Regions from separate parts of the Mus musculus genome. Here region 2 is linked to region 1. Evidence: chromatin contacts called from public HiChIP or PLAC-seq data. All regions are on one chromosome and are shown on one strand. Each heading gives the region's core, a stretch centred on a gene start, on an enhancer-like site or on the middle of the called end of the contact. The rest is flanking DNA. Distances are from core to core; before and after follow the strand shown.

Region 1 (7,443 bases), core at 2,950-5,449:
CTCCTTTCCTCTCCTCCCCTCCCCTCCCCTCTTCTTCCCTTCCCTTTCCTCCCCTTCCCTCCTCTTCCCTTCCCTCCCCTCCCCTTCTCTTCCCTTTCCCCATCCCCTCCCCTTCTCTTCCCTTTCCCCATCCCCTTCCCCCATCACCTGAGCCACATCCCAGACCCTATCCCATCTTCTTTCACAAGATACCTCTATGGCAGCTGAGTCAGGATGCCCCTGAGGATAAGCCTTATCTCTGGGTTCTCTGTCTCTGCAGGCAGCACGGTGGCGCCTTCTAAGCAGTGTAAGCTACTTCTTACTTCTTTCTGTAGTTCTGGGACATGGGATCACGTGGAGAGTGATGGGGAGCAGGATCCTGCAGAGAAGAAAAGTCTTGCCAGAAAGAAGAGGGAATTCAACAGGCAATGGTGGTACAGGCCTTTAATCCTGGCACCGGGGAAGCAGAGATAGGCAGATCTCTGCTGGTTCAAGACCAGCCTGGTCTACAAGGCTAGTTCTAGGACAGCCAAAGCTACACAAAGGAATCCTGTTTCAAAAAAACCAAAGAAGAGGAGGAGGAACAGGGAGGACTCACAGCTAGTCTGTGCTAATTTGTTGCTCATTTCCATTGCTATGTAACAAATAAACCCAGACCTAGCAGCTTTAAACCATTGAAACAGTCATGGCTTCACACAGGAATGTAACTCAGGAATTTGCACACAGTAGAGTGATTTGGGTCTGGCTCAGGGTCATTCAGGAAGATTCAGTCAAGATGGTAGCTGGGGTGGGGGTGGGGGGTTCTGGGGATGTAGCTCAGCTGATGGAATCCTTGCCTAGCATGCATGAAGTTATTGGTTTCATCTACAGTGCTACATAAACTGAATCACTGGTACCATACACCTATCGTATCACCACCTGGGAGGTAGAGGCAGGAGAAGCAGAACTACAAGGTTATCCTTTGCTACAAAGCAAATTCTAGAGCAGCCTGTGCTGAGACCCTGTCTTAGATGACAATGCTTAGTTACTTATCTATTGCTATAATAAGGCCCCATGACCGAGCCAACTTATAAAGAAAAGCGTTTAATTTGGAACTCATGGTTCTGGAGGGTTAGAGCCCATGACCGTCATGGTTGGGAGCATGGCAGGAGATAGGCAGGCGTGGCGTTGGAACAGCAGTGGAGAGCTTACATCTTGACCTGCAACCACAAGGCAGAGACATCTAACTGGGAATGGTTTGGGCTTCTGAAACTTCAAAGTCCACCCTCAGGGACACACCTCCTCAACAAGGGCATGCTTCCTAATCTTTCCCAAACAGTTTTACCAACTGGGGAACCAAGTATTCAAGTATATGAGCCCATGGGGGCCATTTTCATTCTAGTCAGCCCTTAGTAACGGATAATGATGATGATGGTGGTGGTGGTGGTGGTGGTGGTAGTAATTACATCATGTAGAACTATCTCTTGTCATCTTGATGGGACTAGAGGACCTATTTCCAAGGTGACTGGGTGGTTTGAATAGAAATGGCCCCCATAGACTCATGTGTTTGAATGCTTGGCCCATGGAGAGTGGCGTTATTAGGAGGTATGGCCTTGTTGGAGGAAGTAGGTCACTATAGAAGTGAGCTTTGAGGTCTCATATACTTCTGCTGCCTTCAGATCAAGATATAGAGCTCTCAGCACCTCCAGCACCATGTCTGCCTGCACACCGCCATGTTTCCCTCCATGATAATAATGGACTAAACTTCTGAAACTGAAAGTCAGCCCTAATTAAATGTTTTCTTTTATAAGAGTTGCTGTGGTCATGATGTCTCTCTATAGCAATAAAACCCTAAGACAGTGGACCACTCCTGTGGCTAGAAGTCGGTACTGACTATAACAGGAGACCTCAGTCCCTTATACTACCTTGCTACAGGGATTTGTGTGTGTGTGTGTTGGTGGTGGGTTTTTTTGTTTGCTCTTTTGTTCTTCTTTTTTCCTTAGTTGTGCTAGAACTTTCCTTTATAAAACTTAAAGCCAGACTGGCCTCCAACTCAGGAATCCACCTGCCTCTGCCTCCCCGAGTGCTGGGATAAAAGGCGTGTGCCACCACTCGGGGAATGCCGCAGGGATGTTTCAGTAGACTCACTCACTGGACCCAGCTTCCTCAGAGCTAATGAACTATTTCAGCCAAATGGGACCCTAAATGGCCTGAGACAGCCCTCCTTAGGTCAGCAGACACGGAAAGGGTGTGTGAGTCAGCGAACCTGGGAAGCTGGAATCAGTGGGAGTCACTTTGGAAGCCGCCTGCCATGTTTACCAGAGATCAGGCTATGCAGCCCCCATTTCATCTCACACATTTGCTGGCCTCGTGAGTTCCTGGGCTGTGCTCCCAGTGTCCTCCAGCACAGGAATTATTGTCCCCTTCTTACTGATGAGGCAACCAACCTGCAGAGCCAGCTAACCTTTTGTTTTTTTCTTTTTATCAAACCCAAGACATTGCACATGGTAGGCAAATGCTCTACCACTCTCTCCCCGCCCTTTTTTATACCATTTATTTTGAGGCAAGAGCTCTCTAAATTGTCTAGGCTAGCCTTAAACTTGCTTTGCAGGCCCTGAAGTTACAAATCTCTTGTATCAGCCTCCTAAGTAGCTGGAATCACTGACCTGTACCACCTGGCCCAGCAACCTTTTCTAAGTAACACCTCCAATGGAGTACCCCACTGAGCCTGGCTTCCAGCTCTCCTGGACGCATCCTACTTTGTTACATTATTTCCTAGTGAGCCCAAACCCTGGGTGCTGACTTAGGCTTTCTGTTCACTTGGACTCTTGCTATCTGTAACTGATGATGCTGTCTCCATTGAGACAGTGTGTGCTCCAGCTTCTTTCTCCTCATGTTAATTCAGAGCAGAAACTGGACTCTGCTCCTGCCGTCTCACAGCCCCAGGCTCCTCGCAACTGCCACGATTCTTATTCTCATGGTCCAGGACAGCGACACCCACATTCCAGGCAGCAAACGGAGAGAAGACAGAAATGAGAGCCAAGGCTTATGCCAAGATTCCCTTAAAGAAGATTCCCGAGAGCTACCGAAACATCTGCAGCTTCCCATTGGCTGGAACGCTGCCACCAGTCACAGTTAGCTACACAAGAGGCTGGGAGTGCAATCTTCCTTCTGGGTGGCCATGCGCTTGGCCAAAATGTCTAATAATGGAAAAACTGAGCTGAGAGTGTGGCTTAGTGGTAGAGTGATTGCTTAGTGTGCATGAGGTCTCAAGTTCAATCCCTAGATCAGAGAAAGTGGGAAGAGGAGGAGGAGAGCAGTACCAGGAGGAAGAGGACCTGGAGGAGGAGGAAGAGGAGGAGGAGGAAGGAGGAGAGCAGTACCAGGAGGAAGAGGACCTGGAGGAGAAGGACCTGGAGGAGGACCTGGAGGAGGAGGAAGAGGGAAAGAGGAGGAGGAGGAAGAGGAGGAGGAGTGAGATGGGGAAGAGTGAAGGGAGAAAAGGAAAAGGAGAAAGGGATGAAGAGGAGGGAGCAGGGGAAAGTTAAAAAAAAGAAATGTAGAATAACTGTATCAGGCCCGTACATTCTTTCTGTATGCATGTGCATATGTGTGTGCATGCACGTATGTGTTTTAACCTGTCAGAGTATTGTGCCTGAATGTGTTTGTGTACTGCATGCCTAATGCTCTCAGATGGTGTCATATCCCTGGAACTGGTGCTGGGAACTGAACCCAAGTTCTCTATGAGAGCAGGAAGTTCTCCTACGGCTAAGCCATTTTTCCAGCTCCACCTATTTTGTTTGTGAATAGACTTCTGATTTGTCTCGGGCAGGCCCCTGCTCCAGGGCAGGAAGCATGACTGATCAAAGCCAGCCACGGTGCTCCCCTGACCCTTGCCAGTGATTGGTTTAGAAATGGGTATCTGGCCGATGAAGCGTGAGGATCATCTGCTGAAGCTCCAAGGACCCGGGCAGGGACATTCTTGTTTCTGTGCTCTGTACCGTTCTCTGCATATAACCCTGAACACTAACCTTTGCTTTGCTTATCAAACCCAGTGCCTTGCACATGCTAGGCAAGCCTGCTGACACCGCAGTGCTCTCCTGCGCCATGAAGGAGCCCTGTCTGGGAAGCTGAGACAGCTCCCAAGGAGGCCAGAAACATCTATCTGCTCCTGCAGATATGGCGGAACCTGCCTGCAACCCCAGCTCATGGGAGACGAGACGGGGCAGCAGACCAGTGAGAGTTTAAAGGTCAGCCTGTTGTACACATTGACTTGGAGCCAAGACTGTGAAAGCCTCCTGATGTCATGTCTGCCCTGAAGTTGTAAGACTTTTAAACTTTCTGGGGTGTGTGTGTGTCTGCATGTTTGCATATGAGTCTGTGCATAGGTGGAGGTTAAAAAATCTCCGGTACTACACACCTTGTTAATGTTGCTTTTTCTTTCTCACAGCTAAGAATTGAACCTGGGGCCTTGTGCTTGCTGTGCAAGCACTCCTCTTGAGTTAAATACCCAGTACTGGGGCTGGTGAGATGCCTCAGCGGGTAAGAGCACTGACTGCTCTTCCGAAGGTCCTGAGTTCGAGTCCCAGCAACCACAGAGTGGCTCACAACCACCTGTAATGAGATCTGACACCCTCTACTGGTGCATCTGAAGACAGCTACAGTGTACTTACTTATAATAATAAATCTTTAAATAGATAATCTTTTTTTAAAAACATATACATGTGTGTATGTACTCACATGCATGCAATAAACAAACAAACAAACAAACAAACAAACAAACAAATGCCCAGCATCACTATCCACATTGTTTGTTGTTGTTGTTTGGGGGGTTTGTTTTGTCTTGTCTTTTTGTTTTCTTTTATTTTGCTTTGGTTTGGATTTTTCGAGACAGGGTTTCACTGTGTAGCTCTGGCTGTCCTGAAACTCAATAGACCAGCCTGGCCTCAAACTAAGACATCTGCCTCCTGGGACTAAAGGCATGGGCCACCGATGACCTAAAAGGCATAGTCCCCGCCTCTGGTAATAAAGGCACAGGACCACCCCAGCCTCCGTAGTTTTTTGAGACAGTGTTTCTAATTGGCTTTGGAGCTCACCAAGTAGGTTATATTACCTAGTTAGCAACCCCCAGCTTTGTCTTTCTCCAAAAATCCCAATGACTGAGGTGGCGGAGTCTTTGCCTACCAGGGATAGGGCCCTGGGTTTTAATCCTGGAGGGCGGGGGGTGGGGGGGGCACAAGCTAGGATAAAATACCTACAAATCATATGCATAATAAAATATTTGTTCACCAAATATATAAATCACTTTTATAAAAAGTATTAATCACTTTTTCTTGTGGCTGGAAGCACATAGCTGACAAGATGAACTTCAGGGAGGAGGGTTTGCTTTGGCGCACAGTCTGAGGGATCGGGTCTGTCACAGCAGGAGGGCATGGCAGTAGGGGCCTCCTCAGGGTGGGAGTTTATATTGGCCACTTGCTCACCTCTCCACAGGGCAGGAAACTGGAAGCGCTCACACACAAAATAAAAATAAATAGATCATTTCTTGAAACTCTTCGAGCACATTTTAAGAAAATCTTTTCTCTGTGTGTTTTGTCTGTGCGGGAATACGTGCATCACAGGCTGCAGAACCCAAAGAAGTCAGAAGAGGGCAGCAGACCTGTGACTTGAGTTACAGATGGTTGTGGGTGCTGGGGAGTGAACCCTGGTCCTTTTACAGCAAGTACTCTGAACCACAGAGCCATCTCTCCAGTACCTTCAATCACAACCTTGATAATTGTAGGGCAAATCCTTATATTTACATTACTCTGTATGTCACTTTTCTTGCTTATAAAGTAGGGATAATGATATCATTAAATCTTTCTGCCACGGTGTGTGTGTGTGTGTGTGTGTGTGTATACATGTACAAATGAACTTCCTAGAACAATTTCCAAACTGAAAGTGACTGTCTTCCTGGAAGCTGAGTGAACACATGGGTGCTAAAGAGACACTAGCCCAGATGTCCCTACACCCTCACAGTGTTGATTGCTGGCTACAAAGAAACAACGAGCTCCCAGCTCAGAACTCAGGGACAGGGAGAAAGCAAAACAGCCCTGTTTACCTGCCTGTTCCCTGGAGAAAGCTACAACCCCCACCCCCACATCACAGGCAGAGCAAACCAAAGCGTTGAGACAATATACCCTTCCCTGCCTTCCCCCTGCCAGGACTACTGGTCACTAATTACTTAGCAACCTAGAGAATCTACCAGGACCCCAGTTAGGTACCCGAAGATATAATTGCTCCCTAATTAGAAAAAGTTGTCAAATGGGAACAATTCTATCTATTCTTCATTTCATCTCTCCCTCAAGCCACATCTCTCTGCTTCTCCTCCCTCAGTGGGACCGCTTCCTGTGGGTGGGGGAGGGAGGGTACCAGAGGCCCGTGACAATCACGATCCTCTGCTCAGTCCCAGCCTCTGATGGGCTTCTATTCCCAGGGATCCCTGCACTTAGTGGTTTACTCTGGGGCCATTTAGGAAACGCAGGGGGCGTGGCTTGTCAATTATTCCTGTAGCTCTGGCTGGAGGTCCCAGCCTGCCTTCCGAAAGTGCTCAAAAGTGATTTTTCTGGGCTGCAAAGACCGTTGGACCTGAGACAGCTGACATTTGGCTCAGGAAATTGGGAGTTAAGAGGAAACTCCACAGGCCGGGCAGCTCTGCTGATTCAGTGTTCAACCAGTATTCAGGAAGCTGTGGGTTCAATCCCCAGAACTTCAGAAAGGGGGTGGGGGTGGGGAGCTTGCTCCACATATGCAATGAGCACATGGGACATGGAAGCAGGAAGATCAGGAGTTCAAAAACATCCTCTGCTACATAATTGAGTTTAAGGCCAGACTGGGCTGTGTGAGATCATCTCAACAAACAAACAAATAAACAAACAGAAATGAAACAATGACTGGATAGAGTCAGGTCAGGCTGAGCTATTGGGAGGGTATGGGGATGCAGTCAAAGCTGAGGCTGCTGGTTGTGAGGAACTGAAAAGGCCTCTCTCTGACCTGGAGGTATGTGGGCTTCACCCAGTGAGCACAAGGCAGTCAGCTAGCAAAGAAAAGTCACTCCAGCCACACAGAACTGAAGGGCTGCAGGCCAGGCCAGGATGCTGGAGCCTGGATGACTCCAAATGGCTTCTGGCAGACAGAGAAGGCCAAGGGGGGTGTGAGCAGATGAAGCCCAGTGGCCCGTGATTTGCCTTTGTCACATCCAGCAGACACCATCCTCAATGGACTTCAAACTCTGCCACGGAGTAGGGAGGTTGAGGAAAGGGAGGGAGGACCTCAGGGTGCAGGGAAGACCAGAGTCCTATCCATTACACAAGTCACCCCTGAGACACTGGAAGCAGAAGCTGCCCAGGGTTTATAGGAGGGGAGTTGAAGGCAGTGACTGCCAATGGATGTAGGGTTTTGTGTTGGTGTGATGACAGGTTCTACTCCTGTCTGGGGACTGAGCAA
Region 2 (3,888 bases), core at 797-3,296, 230 kb before region 1:
CACACACACACACACACACACACACCACCGCCACCATCCTCCGCGGAGGCTGCAACTAGAGAAGCAAAGTTAGAAGGACCTTGGTCAAACTGGTCTCGATCCTGGGATTTTCTGGGCAATTGGAGGCCACAATTTAGATAGTTTCCGGAATCGATGTCCCTTAAAGACCAGCGCCTGGACTCTACTGAGTAAACTCCCATTTCAACTTCCTCCTCTTCCTCTATTTGAACAACGTGTATCATTAAATTATAAAATTGTTGTTGTTGTTGTTGTTGTTTCAAAAATTAACTTTATTGGGGGAGGGGCAGTTGCCCGAGGACAACTTGTGAGAACCAGGTTTTGCCTTCCACACTTAGGGGTCCCTGGAATGGAACTTATGTCAATACACTAGGCAGCAAGGGGCAGCCGCTTTTTATCTTTTATCTTTTACACTGAGACCCAGAGGACAGCTTCTTCAACGTCGCGTAGTAAATTTATCCTAGAGCTCAAGCCCACACGGGTTGCCCAGTTGCCCGGCCGTCAGGACCACTGCAGGGACTGAACAGTAGAAGGCAGAAGCAGGTGGCCCGTGTTTCGCCCTCCGTGGGAGACACTGACTGACTGCAGGCATAGTGACTGCGGGGGAAGACTGCAACTCTCAAAGTCCCCACTTCCTGTCCTTGCCTAGAGGGAGGAGGGGGGAGTCCCAGGCAGGGCCTTGGAAACCCTGACTAATGGGCAGGAGCCTCTGCGGGACTCCGCCCAGAGTTGGTTGCTGTCAGCTTCAGGGAGCTACTGAGAGGGAAAATTACTCACGTGGGAGGGAGGGATTGTTTTTAAGTAGAGGCAGATGGTAGAGAGGTGGGACTCGAAGGAAAGTGCACAACACTTTGTGGCCGGCAATATGTATTATTTGCAATATCTGGGGTCCTACTGTGTGCCAGCCACTCCTTTTCTCTTGCACCATCTACTCTCTCTGCATGAGCTGGAGAGATGGGAACCAACTTGCGTTCCACTTTGCAGATGAAGATAATGGGGCTCTAGGAGATGGAGATGCTTGCCCAGGGTAGCCAGTAAGGAAATCCCAAGCGTTCACTTCACACTTACCTGCAGGCTTCCTTCTTCAGCCTGGATTGTGTTCCTCGGCCTTCTAGGTCATCAAACCCTAGCCCTTTCTTCTCTAAGATTCCCTAGACAGGCAGGCCAGCTGTTGTGCTGGACTTGATCTCTTTACTCTAGCCAATAAAAACAAGGAAGAGAGACAAGAGCCACGAAGGGACACTTGGTATACCCATCCCCTTGCATACTCCCAAGACAACCACACACCTTAAAGTTCCACAGCAGGAACAGAAAGAAGACTGTGAGGTTCCAGGTCAGGGGCATTTCAGCACCAACTGGAGGGCAGAGAGATCTTGCCAGTTCTTCACGTTCCTGCTCAGAAATTAGCCTAAGCTTAGGACTCCAGCTATACTACTGTAGAAATTTAGGCTCTCCATGCCCGCTATTCCAGTATTCAGGGGGCTGAGACTGGAGGATAATGAGTTTGAAACCAGCCTGGGCTAACCAAGAGACTTGTCAAAAGCAAGAACAAAATACCCACATCAGATTCTCCTTCTCCAGTCAAATGTAGTGAGCATCGAAGTTTATCATCAATGTCTAGAAACACTCTCAAGGTCAGGCACAAGGGTATCTGCCCACATACTAATCTTTGAAGGTGGAGACAAACAGGTCGGAAGTAGCAGACTAACTTGGACTACATCATGAGATCTTGTCTCAAAACCAGTCAGGCATTGCTGGTGCTACCTTTAATCCCAGCAGCACCTGACTCTTCAGAGGAGAGGGGTCCCCAGCTGAACTGTGGGCTCTGTGGTATCTCATCCATTCCACAGAGGAGCTGGGGAAATGGAAGGAGAGTTAACATCCCAGAGACCCTAAGGAGCTAGATTTGGTAAAGACATGATGGCTCCTTTGGACTTATGGCTCACAAGGATGATGTCACAATAGGTTTGGAGGTGTGGCTCCTCCCTTTAAGCTAAGATAAAGAAGTTCTTGCTCACATTCCCTTCCCTTCTACTCCGAGTGGATAGGATGGAGTGGCATGGGCATGTCCCGTGGCCTGTCAGCCACTGGCCAAGTGACTTTGGAGGTCTGTCTCATGGACAGACATGAGCAGAAATAATCTCAACCCCAAATCTATACAGAAGTACTGGTTAGAAGTGTGTGTGCGTGCGTGTGTGCGTGTTCCTGTGCATGTGTGTGTGTGTGTGTTCAAGGAAGAAAGCCCCACTATGGCTTAGTAAGGCTCTCTGTAAGCGTCCCTGACGTGCCAGGTACAAACAAAGGTAATGGTAGCCATCGGAGGAGAGAGGGACTGAGGGGACTGATTCAAAGCATCTGTCAAAGTGATGAATGGTCCAGGCTTGGGCCTTGAGTCACCTAACTGGTAGAGTTTTTGTCAGGCAGAGGGGACTGAGAGCCAGGTGTAGCCTCACAAATCTGTGATCCAGCACTTGGAAGACTGCATCAGTCAGGGGAATTGAGAGTTTGAAGCCAGCTTGGACTACATAGTGAGACACTGCCTCAGAAAAAAAAAAAAAGCTAGGGGGGTTTGTCACTATATTCTAAGTGGCAAGATTGCCATCCAAATAGTCCAGCGTTGGTAGGCCTAAGGCCTAAATCTGGGGTGAGAGTGTGAGCTAGGGAAGGAATTTGGTTCTTCCCCAACCCTGAATCTGTCAATCCTGGATTCTCTTGATATGAGGTTCCTACCATCCCCCCCCCTTTTTTTAAGAGGAAAGATGGGTGAATTCTATCTTCAGTCCTATGTCCAAGATCTCATCATTGGAAGATATTTGGAACAAAATAAAACTTGAGGAAGAGGAGGAAGAAGAAGAAACAGGGAAGGAGAATGTAGACCAAGAGCAAGAGAAAGAAGAACAAAACAGGTGTGTTGAGACACAGCGCCTTCCTTCTTCCTCCTGTCCCTCCCGGCTCTGGAGAGCCTCACTCTATGACCATATCGGTCCGCTGCCCCTCTATCTCCACTCCCTGACTCCACTCTTCCTTCCTTTTGCTCAGGATCAAGGCCCTTCTTGGAGTACCCAAGCAGAACTCAGTGTGGGGCCTGATGGCTTGGCCCAGGCCCTCCCCAGAGCAAGCCCAGTGGTGGGAAGATTTCTCCCTGCCCTCACTCCGTGGAACCTGCCTCTGCGGCTGCAGATTGAGCTCAAAGATGAGGCTCCACCCCCTACCCTCCATGACTTCCTGCCCCACCCCTAAAACCTTGCCCTCATTGGGATCTAGAGAAGAGTCTAGCTGGCTAAGAAACCAGCCTCTGATGGAGCCTCTATCAGCGTCCAGATTGAAGATGCCCAAAGCAGTTCCCAGACTTCCACCCAAGGTCTCCCCTAAGAGATCTACTATGCCCAAGACAGGGCAACAGCAGACCGCAATGTCAATGTGGCCTCCGGTTATTATCAACCCTCCCTCCAAGAGCTCTGCTCTTAAGGGACAACACACACCCTCTGCCAAAGAGGTCACCCACACCCCAGGTGCCTGGGGCAACCCTTTGCCTCATCTTCCTTCAAAATAAATATTTTTTTGTTACACCAGCAACAGTCTAACACAGTTCTAGGCACTTTGAGATGTATTAGCTCATGAAATCTTCACGATATTTCTAAAAGATTGAAACATAGGTCAGGTTCCTCCCTCCCTCCCTCCCGGGTCTCTTGTTGCCCAGACTGATGTCAAACTCGCTATGTAGCCAAGAAAGACCTGGAACCTCTAATCCTCCTGCCTCTCTCTGGAGTACTTGGGCTACAGGCAATGCCCAGTGTACAGTCTGAGCTACAGTCTTAGCTTTTTGTTCACATCGCTTAGCACAGAGATTTCACTCTCATTTACTTTATT

Evidence for each region. HiChIP or PLAC-seq counts read pairs in DNA pulled down with a chosen protein or histone mark.
Region 2: an H3K4me3 HiChIP or PLAC-seq map of embryonic stem cells shows a contact between it and region 1, with 29 read pairs. The contact joins the promoter of 1700122O11Rik here to the enhancer-like site in region 1. A contact is called at or near these places in 1 of 39 promoter capture datasets (embryonic stem cells), 6 of 15 datasets of contacts at CTCF or cohesin (the NIH/3T3 cell line, embryonic stem cells, large pre-B cells and 1 more), 99 of 484 Hi-C or Micro-C datasets (the AML12 cell line, B cells, the C2C12 cell line and 53 more), 19 of 115 datasets of contacts at active chromatin or transcription factors (T-cell acute lymphoblastic leukemia, astrocytes, craniofacial prominence and 12 more) and 3 of 9 other capture datasets (adipose tissue, embryonic stem cells and embryonic tail).

What each region holds. Positions count from the first base shown.
Region 1 is chr17:47,802,022-47,809,464 of GRCm38.p6, reverse strand. No RefSeq gene overlaps it. Among named protein-coding and RNA genes, the nearest start is that of Tfeb, 20 kb to the right of the region's middle. Within about 2 kb of position 4,199, at least 12 of the 459 cell types and tissues checked have an H3K27ac peak or open chromatin away from gene starts, as enhancers often do. A contact at or near this core is called in trophoblast stem cells, where this site is marked.
Region 2 is chr17:48,036,451-48,040,338 of GRCm38.p6, reverse strand. It overlaps 1700122O11Rik (RIKEN cDNA 1700122O11 gene), which reads left to right and starts at 2,046. Exons shown (of 3, transcript NM_029689.1): 1 at 2,046-2,125; 2 at 2,771-2,924; 3 at 3,058-3,594. The coding sequence starts at 2,068. The coding sequence ends at 3,571.